Linked DNA regions of Sus scrofa: all the other regions are linked to region 1. Evidence: chromatin contacts called from public Hi-C data. All regions are on one chromosome and are shown on one strand. The core of a region is the stretch at or near the end of the contact, and the rest is flanking DNA. Distances in the headings are between cores, read along the strand shown.

Region 1 (3,115 bases), core at 201-2,700:
GCGCATTAGACAGCCAGCTCCAGCCCTTTCCTTTGACTCAAAAATATATATATAAAAAAAAGTCTTCGAGACTGTTTCGTATCTGTATGAGGTTGATCTGTCTCCAGCTGAGTAGTTAAAAGCCTGGCTCTGGGGACACTGCTCATGCTTGAATCAGGGTCCATCATTTACTAGCTGGCGACTGTGGGCAAATTGCTTAACCATTTTTTTTGCTCCACTCTCCTCATTTAAAAAACAAAGGTAATAATACTTATTTCATGAAGTCATCATGAGGATTCAAAAACAAAAACGCTCCACACAGGCCCTGGTATGCAGTAAATGCTCAATAAATGATAATTATCAAATCATCCCCTCATTGACTTTAATTCTGAAAAATCACAATGTAAACTTGACAACCCCCCTTACCACCCCCCCCGCGCCTTGTAGAGATGCCATGGCAAAGACACAGGTGCCAAGACCCCTCTTACTTACATCTTGGCTTTGCCACTTGCCAGCTTTGTGCTCGTGAAGAAGTGACTTTTCAACCTCTCTGAGCCTCTGTCTAACCCGTCTGCAGGATGTGAGTAACCATATAACCCCTGCAGGGGTGTTGGAGGGTCAGAGGAGATCCTGGCCACAAAGGCACTGGGAGCAGTGCCTGCCTGTGATACGGGTGACAGTACTACTGGTGACAAGGGCAGTCAGTAGCCTCTGAGCATCTACCATGTGCCTGCCATGAGACGTGTGTGGTCTCACCTGGGTCCCCAGGAACACCATTCTGTCCTTCTTTGAGCACCTGCCACTTACCTGGCACTGTTCTGTGTGTTCTGTGCTTCCCCCTGACACAGCTACTGTATTATCTCCATTTTAGTCAAAAGACTGAGGCTCAGAGAGGTTAGGTCACTTGCATAAGATCACACAGCTGATAAAAATCTGGTTTAGTGCATGTCTGTCTCCAGACCTGGAGCCTAATGGGCTACACCTTGTCACTCACTGGGGCTCAGAGGAGGCTGCTTCAGCACGCCCCCCTCCTCCTCTTCCCTCCCACCCCCTTTCCTCTCCCCTCCCATCCCCACCTCCTTCCTCCTCTTAATCCTTCTTTTCTCCTCTCCTTTGTTAATTTCTCTCTTCCCTTAAGTCCTCCTTCCCCTTTGCCAGGACTCTGGAGGTCTGGGTGCCCTCTGGGGGGCCATCAGAGAGAAATATAACAAGCAGCCCCCTCCCTTCAAGGGGCTGCCCTACCCCAGGGCTGCGGGAAAGGGTGTGTGTGTGTGTGTGTGTGTGTGTGTGTGTGTGTGTTCCTCCTGCATGTTTGCCTGCACATACGTGCTGCCTGGGGACACGGATCCGCTCGAATAGTTGTCGTTTATGTGCGATCCATGTCCGGAAAGGCGGCAAGTCCTTTACAATTGCTCTGCGGAGGCAGGAAGGACAGGAAGCAGGAGCAGGTGTGGTTGTGTGGGAGGCAGCTCCCCAGTCCCGACCGCCCTCCTCCAGGGCCCCGCCTGCGCAGCGGAGGGATCCCTGGTGCCCAAGCCCCTTCTCTGCCCACAGATGTGGCTGCCCAGTTGGCCCTGCCGGCCCAAGCCTCTGCCCACAGGCTGTGTGCCCGGGGCTGGAGGAGGCTGTGGACTCACCCACCTGCCTTTCCCCTGTGGCTTCCGAGCTCCGGATATTTCTGAGCTCCTTGGGCTTATCTGGAAATGGGGCTCATAAGATCTGAATTTGGGTGGATGAGGAGTGAGCTTGGGCTGGCTCAGCAGAGCCTGGGGAAGGGTTTCCTGTCGTGGGTTGAGAGGAATGTCTCAGGGTGGTGGGGGCTGGGGGTCCCTGGCAGGGTCCTTGCCGCCAGGCTCTCCGCTGGCCGCCAGGGCAGGTCCTGGCCACGCACCTCGCACATCTGGAAGCAGTTGTCTCCAGCTGCCGGGCGGGGCTCAGGCTGCGGTCAGGGCTGGCTGCCCGTGCTTTGGAGACCTCGGACCCTCAGACATCCCCTCGGAGCAGGGAGGGGAGACTGGGAGAGGGAAGGGAACGGGATACAGGGGGAGTCGGGGGCGAGGGCTGTCTTTTTGTTCTGAAGAACCTTTTGGCTTTTCCCAACACATCAGAAAATCTGGCCGGGAAACTGTTTTTCTTCTGGTCCCACCCATGTCTAAATCAGGCAAACCTGAGCACACATCTGTTTTTGTTTCTAAAGGAATCAAAGGGAGTCCAGGCCTGTACGGGGTCCTAAAAATACATGTTGAAAACTGCTCGTGTTCCACCCTCTCCCGTGAAAGTTTTGTTTCCATGACTTAAAAATTTCCAGCAAGTTGCCATCTCTGCTCTGACCTTCGGCGGCAGTGGGCCTTGTTAAATAGGCCGGAGTCTCCAAAATCGCTGGGGGGCTGGGGTTGAAATGGGTTGGTCTTTGGTCACAGGACATGGTGGAACCGTCTAGTTCTGCGTCCTCATCTTATAGCTGGAGAAACCACCCCAGAGAAAGTCCAACAGCCCGAATGGTCCCTGAAATGACACGATGTGGGAGGGCCCCTGCCCACCCCCAGAGGACAGACCGGAAAGCATCTTATTTGCCACCATGGAGCGTGTGTAGCCTGTGCAGAATGTGGAGACTTTATGGTGAGAGGCGTGGGGGCTGGCCGAGGGTGGGCCTGCCTCTGTACCCCAGGGTTGGGGTCTCCCAGCTCACTTTCCTGCTGAGTGTTGTGGGTGTCACTCGCCTGGGCCCTCAGCTCCCCATCTGAAAATTATAAGAGTTGTAACCATACTGACATGTGTCATTGAAGGAGCATTTACTATGCACACTTCTTGCATTTCATCCCATTTGAAACGATAGCCCTTTTGGGTGGGTCCTAGTGCTGGCTCCACTCTGCAGATGAGCAAACTGAGGCTCCGGCAGGTTACGTGACTCCACCAAGATGTGGAGTCAGGTGTTGGGCCCAGGTGGCCAGGGGCAGATGGCTACTCTGCCTTTTGCCCTCAAACCCGAGGTGAAGATTCACAGGGCCCCTGGTTGGAGAAAGTAGGGCCCTAGTTGGTGTGTGTGTGTGGGGGCAAGTGGACCAGAAGCAGAAGCCCGGTCTTTGGGCACCTCCCAGCAGGCCCCCCTTCTCTCTTAGAGCCCTGCAGCCTGGTG
Region 2 (3,115 bases), core at 325-2,824, 580 kb after region 1:
GAATGCGAATCCCCCAAGGTCACAGAGTGTGAAAGCAAAGACCAATTTATACTCTGCCTGGCTCATAGTGGCCTTGGGAAGCACTGGTTCAACTAGAGGGGATACGGGATATGGTGTGTATGCATTAAAGTCACTATGGGGGAGTTCCCATTGTGGCTCAGTGGTAACGAACCTGACTGGTATCCATGAGGATGTGGGTTCGACCCCTGGCCTTGCTCAGAGGGTTAAGGATCCGGCATTGCCAGAAGCTCAAGTGAAGTTTGCAGACACAGCTTGGTTGTGGCTGTGGCTATGGCATAGGCCAGCGGCTGCAGCTCTGATTCGACCCTTAGACTGGGAACTTCTATAGGTGCAGCCCTAAAAATAATAAAAAAAAAATAAAATAAGTCACTATGGGGACATTGTCATTTTTTGTTTTGCTAAGCTGTGTTGAAGTCATTCACTCGTTCACTTGGCTCAGAGGTTTGTACATCTATCGCCCAGGGTGCCTTGATTTCAAGGGTGTGATTTGTCTTTGAAAGACTTACCACAGAAGAATGTGTTCAGATATTTATCCAGGGCTATGGTTTCCTTGCCTTCTCTTGCTCCATCTGAGGATTTAAGATCCTGAGTTTCTCTGGCCTGTCATAAACTTCTATAGTGAAAACTAGATTTATTAATTGGGCACATTTGCTTCAAACCTATTCAATCTAGATAACAATTTAGTTTAGTGTGATTTTTCCACTTAGTAAGAATATTTTTTTAGGACTCTATTTGATAGCTTTAACAATCCTAGACAGAATAGCTGGAGATGAAAGATAATAACAACTAGATTTTTGAAAGAAGAAAGAGCAGCATATGAATTGGGTAGTAGAATGAACCCAGCAATAATTAAAACACATAGTAGGTGATTTCATAGGACCTAAGAATCCAGTAAGTTCTTAAATAGAAGTACAAATCTTAGATGTGAAGCATAATTTTAAAAAATGATGATTTAAATTCATGCAAGACATTATATGGTGACATTTTAGGTTATTATAGGGAATTATAAAGCTTCTGGCATGAGGAAGAGTGGGCTGGGTGGACCTGTTACCTACAAAGGGACGTGAATCAGGCTGACACCAGACTTCTCAGCAGCAGCAATGGATGCAGCAGAAAATAGAGCAGTATTTTCAAAAGTCAGGGAGGCAGTTAACTTTGAATCTGGATTGCTATATCCAATAAAGTTTAATTCAAACATAAGGGTAAAAATGCATAGATTTTCTGATAGGCAAAATTTGCCATGTGCAGATCCCTTGAAAAGAATTATGAGCAAGGGAAAAAAATAAGTCCAAGAAGAAGCAGGATAAGAGAAACAACTGTGAACAAAGAAATCATGAAAAACCTTATTTTGATGTTTAAAAATTAATTTTCTAACTAAAATACTTCAGCTGATTCCAAATGTAGTGTGCTTGGGCTATAAAAGGGAGGCAAATGGAATTTATAGCATGCTAAGATTCCTGTCTTGTTATACAGAGAGTATATATAGCAATTATCTCTAAAATTGTTCTGAATGATTCATGTTCAAGTGTGTTTATCAAAAGCATAAAGTAACAATTATAAAAATAGATCTAGAGTACATTCCCCAAACCACTAAATATTCAGGTCAGGGAGAACAGAGCAGAAGAACTTCAGTCAATTCAGGAGAAGTCAGAGAAGAAACAAAAAATGAGGAAATAACCAGAAAAGGCGGCACATAGAAAATGAATTAACTCACTCATAGTGTTCTAATTACTAAAATACGTGGGCACTTATGTCTAATACTATGAATGAGTTAATGTCACTTGTTAAAAAACAGTAATTCTCTGATTGAGAGAGAAAACCACATCCATCTCTGTACCATTTGCCACAGGGACCCTAAATCACAATAATGCAAGAATGCTGCTGACGAAGGTATGTAATTGTCCCCACAGATCAGAGTGTATTTAGGGCAGGGGCAGAGGGTAGGACCAGATACAGATTATGGAGGCTCTTCAGGGAGGAAAAGAAACTTGAAATCCATCCTGAATGGAAATAAGCCATAGTGTGAAGATTTTGGGAACTTCATGAGATTTACATTGGAGAAACTTTACTATGGCATTTGGGAACATTTAGGGCAGTGGTGGAGAATAAGTAGGAGCCCTTCAAGGAATTCATGCATGCAATGATGAGGAGTTAGACCATGTCATAGCAGTGGAGGTGGAGAAAAGATTGTAGGTATTATTGCCTTTAAGAAGATAGACTTGAAACAACCTAAATGTCCATCAATAGACAAATGGATTTAAAAGATGTGGTATATATATACAATGAAATACTACTCAGCTGTAAAAAAAAGAATGAAATAATGCCATTTGCAGCAACATGGATGCAACTAGAGATTATCATACTAACTGAAGTTAGTTAGCAAGAGAAAGACAAATACCATATGAAATCCCTTATATGTGAAATCTAAATATGGCACAGATCAACCTATCTACAAGGTTCTGTAGACTCACAGACATAGAGAACAGACTTGCGGTTGCCAAGGGGTCGGGGGGGGGGCAGGGAGAGGGGTAGACTGGGAGTTTGGGGTTAGTAGATGCAAACTATTATATTTAGAAAGAAAAAGTAATGAGGTCCTACTATCTAGCATGGGGAAGTACAACCAAATCTCCTGGGTCTTGGTCTACCATGATGGAAAAGAATATAAAAGAGAAATGTATAATATATGCACAACTGAGTCACTTAGCTGTACAGCAAAAATTGGCACAACATTGTAAATCAACTATACCTTAATAAAAATTATTGAAAGAAGAGAGACACAATAAGACTTGGAGATGAGGGGGATGAGGGTTGTACCATTGTGGGAACACTCAGGGAAGAAGATACAGATAGAGGAGAGACAATGAACTTGGGCCTTGTTGCACTGGGGTATTCAGTGAGAAATGATTCTCAGCATACAAATTTGGTTGGATATGCAAATCTTAGCACCGCTGTCTTACTGGTGGAAGGAGTCATCATTAATTAATAACCAAAGCTTCCAATAGCAAACTGGACTTGCTCATAAGAGCTAATATTCTTTTGATCCATCATGTGAAAAGCTGGAACTCTGACATGAGTCCTGACTCTCTACTTTTAC
Region 3 (3,115 bases), core at 221-2,720, 510 kb after region 1:
CCCCTCAACCCCTTTCTCCTCTTACCTTCTATCTTCTTATTTCTGACTCCCATTAGAACTGTGGATATCTGCCTTTGGTTGGCATGGGTTCACGCAAGTCTACTTTACCTCTAAGAAAAGCTGACCCTGAGAAAACACTGACATGACTTTTGGGACTAATTCTGGAAGTTACCTCTCTATCTGTTGGTCTTGTTCAAGTGCCCCATGGGTTTTACGTGTGGACCTGCGCTGAAATCCTGTCTGTCCCACTGGCTAACCGTGCCATCTTGGTTAAGTCTCCTCATCTCACCAAATCACCTTCCTTTCCATTATATAACTAGTGAAATGAAAGACACGTCACATTCCACCTCTGCCAGGATGTCTTCTCTACTAAAGGGAGTTATTACGAATAGTAAAATCCTAAAGAAATGATATGAAACTGACATCCATTCTGGTTTCCTTTCTGCAAAACTGAAAGGGAAACCCACTGTGGGGTGAAGGGTGAGCAAGAACCTGAACTGCTATTTCTCAAATGCCTTCCACATGTGTATCCTTGCTGCTGCCTGTACTTTGCTGTGGTTTGTAAGTAGGTGGCGGATACTCTTTTGGATTAGATCACTCAGAGGGGCCGCCTGAACTGGTTTGTCCTCCATGTGGTACAGAGTGAGAACAGGCACAGCAGTCACACGAAAGACAGGATTTGGAGTGAGAACAGGGTCTTTACTATGTGCATTGTTGTCGGAGACCACTGTGTCCAGCGCAACCATCAAAACCAGTAGTGAGTACGCCTTTTCTGTAAGGGCCAGAGGGTAAATATTTGAGACTTTGTGAGCCAGATGGTCTTGGTGGATGGTCTTGGTGGCAACCCCTCAGCTCTGCCATTGGAGCTCGAAAGCAGTCATAGTTGATACATAAAGGAATGGATACACATGGTTGCTTTCCAAGAGAACGTTGTTTACATAAGCAGAAGGTGGGCTCACGTGGGCCACAGGCCAAGCCTGTGGCCTAGTTCTCCAAGCCTCAATGTATGTATCTTCAACACGAGGACAACAGAGGTTCACAAAGATTAAAGAGTATAATGCAAATGAAGCATCGGAGCCCACAGCCTGACCTGTGAAAGATCTCCAAAAAGTTATTTCTTCCCATCTTTTTTCTCCCAAGTGCTTCTGTACAGTGAGGAGTTGGGAAAGAATGCACGCAAAGGTCCTTCCCAGCCCTGTGATTTTATGAAATTGCCCGTCAAAAAAAAAAAAAAAAAAAAAAAAAAAAAAAAGCAAGAAAGAGCGTGCCAGGGAGAAAAATTGTATGCGTGTTCTTTTTCTCTGCAAAATCTGACCACAAGAAGCATTAAATCAATCAGATGACAAAGCAGAATATGAAAAATTGAGTTGGTTTAGTCCCAAGTATGCAGGAGGCCTGTGCTATTGGGATCTGAAGCAGACAAGAAAAAAAAAAAGGGAAATGTTTTCTACACATTATGTGCTTTGGCTATTCTGTGACTCCCACATAATTCATCACTGGAAAACTTTGAGTGCAATAAACATTTCCCCTAGTTTAGTAGCTGCTCTGACCAAGAACAAAGTCATTAACAAAAATGCAGATAAATACAAGGCAAATAATGATATTCCCAATTGCTTCTGTGTCAACCAGCTCAGCCCATCAATCTTGCCTGACTGGTTAAGAAGGAACTGAGAGAATTTATAACCGGGGAAGATTTCTCTCTAAAGCATTTCCACCTCACAGACGAGGGCAAGGATGAATCATCCAGAAAGTCCCGGGAAACTGAATGAACGCTCTTCATCTTCAGAGCCTCCCCTCAGAGGCACTCTGTCTGGCACTGATGCACGGACACCCTGCCTTTCTGGGACCAGGGCTCCCCTCATGGGGCACTTTTTTTTCAGGCAAAGCTGAGGGCTGGATTTATAATTTTCAGAGCCCCCTCTCTGCATTCCTCGGAGAAGGTGTAGCCTCAGGAGCTCCTGGTGTGCCCATCCTGATTGGCAGGGGTGAGGGTAGAGGGCTCAGCAACTTTTCTCAATCCTTGGTCCTGATGCCAACACTCATTTAGAGTTAAGTTCTAGTTTTTCGGCCCGTTGCTCTGATTGCCTCTCTTCTGTATTCACTTCATTGACCTCGGTTTCACCTCCTCATGCAGTTTTTTTTTGGTTTTTTGGTCCTTTTTGGGCCACACCCGCAGCATACAGAAGTTCCCAGGCTAGGGGTCAAATTGGAGCTATAGCTGCCAACCTACACCACAGCCACAGCAACTGGGGATCTGAGCTGTGTCTGTGACCTACACCACAGCTCATGGCAATGCTGGATCCCTGACCCACTGAGCGAGGCCAGGGATCAAATCAGCATCCTCATGGATACTAGTCGGATTCCTTTCCACTGCACCACAGTGGGAACTCCCATTCTCATCTGCTTTTAAGGAGCAGTGTCTAGTCTTCTCCCCCCAGCACCCTCCTTTCTCCCAGTTGTCACATTTACCCTCTTGGTAGCAGAGACCAGCTACATCTCAGCGCCTCAATCATCTTTATCTGTCCAGGCATTGCCTCTAAAGTGCAGTCCTGTATTCAACTCCTCGCTGCTCTCACCTCCTGCCTGCCCACCAGACACATCAACTGTAACACATCTGCCACACCTTCTAACCCTGCTTCGCCCCTCCTGTGACTTTATAAGTAACCTCTTCTGGATTCAGTGGCCCAGATCAGATCCTGGGTTGTGCTGGGTGCTTCCCTTTCTCTCAGCCCTAATGTCTCCACAGTAGCCATGACCTAGAGATAAAAACATCCCACAAGTGTCACAAAAGCATGTCCTCCTGGTCTATGGGATCACAGTGCTAGTGAGGGGGCTTATTCAGAGAAATGCCTTATTTTGGTCTCCCTGCCTCTACCCTGCCCCCTTCCACAGTTACTGATTTGGGTTTTCTGTGCGCTGTGATGGGATGACATAATTAGTATTTCTGACTGATGCAGACGTCCACAGTCTGCAGGAGCTGCTGCGGGGATGGAGTTAGAATTGGAAGCAGGGATACGTGGCTCACAATCTGATACAGTGACTCGGGCTTGGGGGAGAGAGAGGGGACTCAATGGAGGAAGAGAGAGGGTTGTGTTTGCAGCATCTGTGTATCAGG

The links. A called contact is a pair of places that touch in the nucleus more often than the background predicts.
Region 2: a Hi-C map of embryonic fibroblasts shows a contact between it and region 1, with 2.2 times the contacts expected there. The contact joins two enhancer-like sites. A contact is called at or near these places in 2 of 47 Hi-C or Micro-C datasets (embryonic fibroblasts and epiblast stem cells).
Region 3: a contact with region 1 is called in a Hi-C map of embryonic fibroblasts, with 3 times the contacts expected there. The contact joins two enhancer-like sites. A contact is called at or near these places in 3 of 47 Hi-C or Micro-C datasets (embryonic fibroblasts and fetal heart ventricle).

What each region holds. Positions count from the first base shown.
Region 1 is chr6:27,033,021-27,036,135 of Sscrofa11.1, reverse strand. No RefSeq gene overlaps it. Among named protein-coding and RNA genes, the nearest start is that of CDH5, 74 kb to the left of the region's middle. Within about 2 kb of position 1,450, at least 19 of the 83 cell types and tissues checked have an H3K27ac peak or open chromatin away from gene starts, as enhancers often do. A contact at or near this core is called in embryonic fibroblasts, where this site is marked.
Region 2 is chr6:26,449,025-26,452,139 of Sscrofa11.1, reverse strand. No RefSeq gene overlaps it. Among named protein-coding and RNA genes, the nearest start is that of CDH11, 580 kb to the right of the region's middle. Within about 2 kb of position 1,574, at least 1 of the 83 cell types and tissues checked has an H3K27ac peak or open chromatin away from gene starts, as enhancers often do. A contact at or near this core is called in embryonic fibroblasts, where this site is marked.
Region 3 is chr6:26,520,991-26,524,105 of Sscrofa11.1, reverse strand. All of the region lies in intron 7 of LOC102162742 (a long non-coding RNA gene), which reads left to right. Among named protein-coding and RNA genes, the nearest start is that of CDH5, 590 kb to the left of the region's middle. Within about 2 kb of position 1,470, at least 5 of the 83 cell types and tissues checked have an H3K27ac peak or open chromatin away from gene starts, as enhancers often do. A contact at or near this core is called in embryonic fibroblasts, where this site is marked.